Linked DNA regions of Mus musculus: region 1 is linked to region 2. The links are chromatin contacts, called in public Hi-C maps. All regions are on one chromosome and are shown on one strand. The core of a region is the stretch at or near the end of the contact, and the rest is flanking DNA. Distances in the headings are between cores, read along the strand shown. Region 1 has its middle 34 kb from the start of Gm26559. Region 2 overlaps Mrps27 (mitochondrial ribosomal protein S27).

The links. Hi-C and Micro-C count contacts between places; a contact is called where the count stands out from the background.
Region 1: a Hi-C map of rod photoreceptor shows a contact between it and region 2, with 1.9 times the contacts expected there. The contact joins two enhancer-like sites. A contact is called at or near these places in 1 of 484 Hi-C or Micro-C datasets (rod photoreceptor) and 1 of 115 datasets of contacts at active chromatin or transcription factors (embryonic basal ganglia).

Annotation. Positions count from the first base shown.
Region 1 is chr13:99,549,540-99,552,239 of GRCm38.p6, reverse strand. No RefSeq gene overlaps it. Among named protein-coding and RNA genes, the nearest start is that of Gm26559, 34 kb to the right of the region's middle. Within about 2 kb of position 1,334, at least 37 of the 459 cell types and tissues checked have an H3K27ac peak or open chromatin away from gene starts, as enhancers often do. A contact at or near this core is called in rod photoreceptor, where this site is marked.
Region 2 is chr13:99,394,516-99,397,215 of GRCm38.p6, reverse strand. The region is part of intron 4 of Mrps27 (mitochondrial ribosomal protein S27); the gene reads right to left. Among named protein-coding and RNA genes, the nearest start is that of 6430562O15Rik, 17 kb to the left of the region's middle. Within about 2 kb of position 1,330, at least 21 of the 459 cell types and tissues checked have an H3K27ac peak or open chromatin away from gene starts, as enhancers often do. A contact at or near this core is called in rod photoreceptor, where this site is marked.

The sequences.
Region 1 (2,700 bases), core at 85-2,584, 160 kb before region 2:
TATGTATATATATATGTGTGTATATATATGTGTGTGTGTATATATATATATATATATAAAAAATTTCTCAGCTATGCAAAATATAAAGATACAATATGAATTGTATGAGGAGCTTCAGAGATCTAAAGGAACAGTGGCAGCTACAGTCCGAGCCAGCTTGTTGGAAAGACACAAAGACAGGCAGTTAAAATGCAGGCAGATTCTTGAGCTCGAGGTCACAGGATACTGATTCACAGGACAATCAAAAGGGAACCTAGAATAAATAACTGAATTGATATGTAAATTTAAAAAACTGAGCTTTTGGTCTGCATAGGAGGAGCTAGCCGAAAGCAGTAACAGTTCCTTAGAATTTTTCTTTAGCAATAACTGAGCTGTCTGGAGAGGAGAAACAGATCTTCAAGAATTTTTTTCTAACAGGATTTCTGATTTGGTCAGAAAATCCATGGAGAGCGAACATAGCTCTTTTAAAATTTTTTATAACTCTTTTAAAAATTTTTTCTCACAGGACTTTTGACCTTGGTCAATGAGAAATCCCGAGAATACTTAGAGAGCTAGCAGCTCTTTCCAAACTTCTCTAGCAGCATCCAAAGATGAAGAGCGAACAGAGCTCTTTTAGAATTTTTTCCAGCTTTCTAAATTTGATTGGAAAACCCAATAATTACTTTTGGAGTTTTTCTACCAGGTTTTTTGACTTGGTTGGAAGATCCAAGGATTTTTTTTTTTTTTTTTAATAGCAGTTTTTCTGACTTTGGTCAGAAAAGCCATAAGCTATACAGACAGCTTTTAGAATTTTTACTAGCAGAGAGAGCTGGCTCAAACAGAAAGCTAGCTGTCTCACCAGAGAGTTTTTAGAGTAGCAACAAAAAGTCATCTAGAACAGAGCAGAACAGAGAGAGAGACAGACAGACAGACAGAGCACAGTTTGGAAAGCCATCTAGGCAGGACCCAGGTGATCAGCTTGGATCCATGATAATGACTTCTAGTTGTTTCTTTTCAGCGCTCCCAGGCACCCTGTCACTCAGAAACCAGGACCCAGCCGATGCTCGTTCTTGGCCTGCATCACTGTGAGCAGAAGCAGGAGCTACACGGCCGCCCACACACAGAGCAGACGGCACGCCACCAGCGATGGAATGAGGCACCTCTGGCAGTCCTATGGCTTCAGGACTGCAGCTTGAGATCTTGTGCATTTTGAAGGAGGGTAAAGAGAGCCAGGAGTCAGTTCCACAACGAACATAGGAAGAAATGTGTTCTTAACCCACCATAGCGTGGAGCATCCCTCAATAGTACAATGATCCACTGGCTTAGGATCTCTTAGACTTTCAGTCAGCATCTGTTCACAGGGGATACATAGTGATCAGCCAATAAGCCTTGGTTCTATTTTTAGATGCTGCTCCTCAGGCATCTCCACACCGCTCAGAAACACAGTCTTAAGTCTGCCTCTCGTTTGAAGAGGGAAATGCATTGTGTTTACTGGGTCTGTTCACATCCCTTTTCATAAACAGGTTAATTTCTTGGGAATACTTAGACATGTATTTTCTGGCCCACACAAAACCACTCAAAGAGCAAACAATTGAAAATCGTATTTGGTTTTATTTTGTTTGTTTTCTAGTTTGTGAGAAACATGACACTGTAGTCTAACATGGCAGATCACAGATTCAGAGACCAGAACTGGGGTTGTAGCTCAGCGATAAAATATTTGCCTGGTACATGAGAGAACATGGCTTTCATCCCCAAATACCACACACGAAACAAGGACAAACACCATACACATAGGACAGACAGGGCCTTGGAAGAACAACAGATGCCTTGCCTTTGGAGAATTCTACGGTAAATATGGAAAAGGGTAAAAATGTCTCTACATTTTCTCCCATCAAGCAGAGACTAAGCACACTGGCAAGGGTATGTGGGGCAATCTTATTGCTTCATTCTGCAGAGCTCCTGTCAGTTTGAATGAAGCCTTCCGTCATTAGCTCAGATACCCATGGCAACAACAGCCCTGCATGCTTTCTGAATGGTAGGCTGGTTTTCCATCCTACAAAACACTTCCCTGGTGTGATCTTATTTAACGTCACGATATCTCAGTGAGGAGGGCACTACCTAATTTTCTCCAGAGCACTCTCTGACCCTTTATCACTGAGAGAAAACAAAGGCAAGCAAATGTCTTCTGCTCTGCTGTGAGATCCCAGAGAACATAGGAGGAGCCAGAGATAGACGCAGGGCCTGGGTCGTCAGGTTCTGATACTGTGAAGCCAATGCAGCAGGTAACACTTGCTTTTCCAATACTCTCTCATGGGGAGGCTCACAGTGCAGTTTGAGTAGCTGGTGTTGAGCTCACGTAAGTCCTCCGAGTGGACAGGAAAGAATGGGTCTCTGTGGCAGAGCTCGTCCTCCCTCTGCTTAGTCAGCATCTTTTCCCTCCGAGCAGGGAGCAGCTGGGCTTAGTGAGCCGGAACCCAAGCAGATCAATAGCATGAACAAGTGAAGGCGTCGTTAGCAGAGTACTAATGTTCACTGCACATGCGTCCAGGGTGCTAGTCACAGAGCGAAGGTTAAGTAGAGTTAGTGAAATGACAGATGATTCATTGTGTTGGAACATGGGACATTTTTCTGCCTCACTCCCTTAATATAGCTTCAGTGAGGGGGAACTCCATCCTGTTTTTGAGTATTTGCAACGATACTTTATGTGTAATGTTTATATAA
Region 2 (2,700 bases), core at 81-2,580:
CTAAAAGCTAGTGTGTGACTGACCCACTGATTCAGTTGTCACTGCCCTCTTTCTTATCCTAAAAAGGCAATTAGAAAGATAATTACTTTCTTTTCTATCCTGCAGGAAATTCTGCTTTCAGAATTGTTAATTTCAGAATTCACAATCTTCGATGATTCTTTCAGTTATCACAAATACAAAATGGAAATATCACTACTACAGATTAAAATTCCTTTGTTGCTTGAGATCCCACATTTTATGCTTATGGAAGTTTCAGTTAATTTAACTTTCAATAAACATATGGTGAAGCTCTATTAAATGAATGTACTATGTTTTAAAAGATGTCTCCCTATCCCATTACCAAAGGCTAATACAAAGCCTGGACGTGAACACCTACAATTTACTAGCTACCCCTAGTAGATGAAATAAATGTAAGTGATTAGATATCTAGGTGGGTTTCTGAGTTGGGTTTACAGAGCTGTGATGCTCGAAGCCTGAAGTTCCAATCTTTCATTACCACTGTAACCTGACAGATGACACCACAATGAAGACACAAGTGACTTCCATTATCTGAGAAGTCACCTTTGCAGTATATAAGAGAAAAAAGTCCCCTTTGCAGTATAAAACACCGTGAGAGGAAGGCTCTGATGGCAAATGGGACCTGGGTCACTATAGTGTAGGTTGCAGATCTACATTTCTAAATCCAGGAGACAGATAACACACCCATGAAAAGACTATCCATCAGTAGTGGCCCTGTGTGAGGTACAATGACCCAAATTCCACCCCTGCTGGTCTAACAATACCTCTAACTCTAGTCTGGACATAAAACCTCCCCTCGCCTCCCCCACCCCCCGCCCAATACAGAAAAATATTAACTGTAGTCAGACTGTGTGCTACTTCGGCTCCTTCTTTCATGAGACCTAAGGGAGCCATTCAGAACAAAGTCTGTTGTTCTTTGATACTGAGTTTATCTGCTTCCAAAAGTCAGTGTGATTGACCAGACCAGGGAATTATGGGGAGAGAAAAAAAAATATTTATGCTGTGATTACTGATGCTCTTGATGGTGTCCCCAAAGAAGAAACACTTCTGTCTCTTTGGCCATCAATTGGAATTGCACCAGGAACCACTCTGGAGACTGTTACACAGGCCTGCTCACAGGTTAGCTTTAAGTACCCTGGAAGCCTGAGGGGGAAGCTAAAAGGAGAGGGTTTCTGGGTAGGTGAGGCAGCAAGCTAAGGAAAACTGGATCCTGGAACTAATCTTTATAAAAGCAAAGGGCTCTAGACAAACACTACAAAGTCAAGAAAGGTGGAACTAAGGCAGGAAACCCACACACTGATTAGTCATGGCTACACAGGAATAACTCTGAGGAAGGGGAAGGGAGACAGAAGGCAAAGAAAGTCAGCAGGATTAGCGGTCTGACTGACTGGAGAGAGGTCAGTGTTTCCAGAGACTCTCAAGCAGGCAGGGTCTGTGTGCCGCAGCGGAGGAGGAGATGAGGCACACGGTTGCAATGGCACAGAAGCCGGCGCGGGCGGGCAGACCTGACGTGGCTGCGGGGGATTACAGATGTCTTCGGCCATTTCTGAGGGGGAGAAGGTTCAGCACTAATCTGGGTTTCTTAAGAACCTGACTTTTTTCTCTCAGATACAGAAGAAAAGCATCTCTCAGAGCTCGCAGCATACTGATTCTCCCAGGGTGTAGCAGAGCCAAATCCCTGAGGATTTATTTTCCTCTAGCATGAAAGGAAGACTGGACTCGTTTTCAGCCTCACTATCCAGTCAGAGTCACACTATTTTTGTAACTACCAACCTCTCCTATTTCCCCCAATAAACTTTTAGCCCCCCCCCCCACTAAGCTCTTAGGCTCCCCCTCAACACACACAAAGCTCTTAGGCACCTCTCTCTCTTTCTCTCTCTCTTTCTCTCTCTCTCTCTCTCTCTCTCTCTCTCTCTCTCTCACACACACACACACACACTAAACTCTAAGGCTCTTTCACAGGCAGGAGACATGTCATCTCTTACTGCAAAGTCTTAGGTACTTAAGGATGTGGCGACAGTGGCTAGGCACACTAGGGTTTACCAATGCAAATATATATGCTGACACCTGTGAACATTGTGCGTATGGAAACAGCCTCCACTGCCATTTGTGAACATTGTGCGTATGGAAACAGCCTCCACTGCCATTTGTGAACATTGTGCATATGGAAACAGCCTCCTCGGACAGTTTTGAGTACCATCCTGCCTATAGTCAGCTGAAGCCAGGAGGAAACACTGCCTTTTTCCTACAAAGCAGGAGGAGATCCCCCTCGTGGCAGAGGAAGCACAGTAACAGGAAAACCACCCTTCCTTCTTCCTTCCTCCTTCCTCCCCTACTGCTTCCTTTGCACAATCCACAGAAGAAGGGTGACAGGATTCTGCCTTAGGGAACAGAGGTGCTGGCAGGGATGAACCAAAAGGAATGCTGGCAGAAGACAGGGTTCAAGGGTTCAAAGAACCCTCTTAAACTTTTAATCAAAACCACTCAGGCTCTTTGACACTGAACAATGCTTTAAAAGGGCTTTCCCTGGAACAAAAAGAAGAAATCACACCCAAAAGAAGTAGATGGAGAGAAATAATCAAACTCAGAGCTGAAATCAATAAAGTAGAAACAAACAAAACAAAAAACCCAAAGAATCGATGAAATAAAGAGTTGGGATTTTTTTGAAAAAAAAAAATCAAT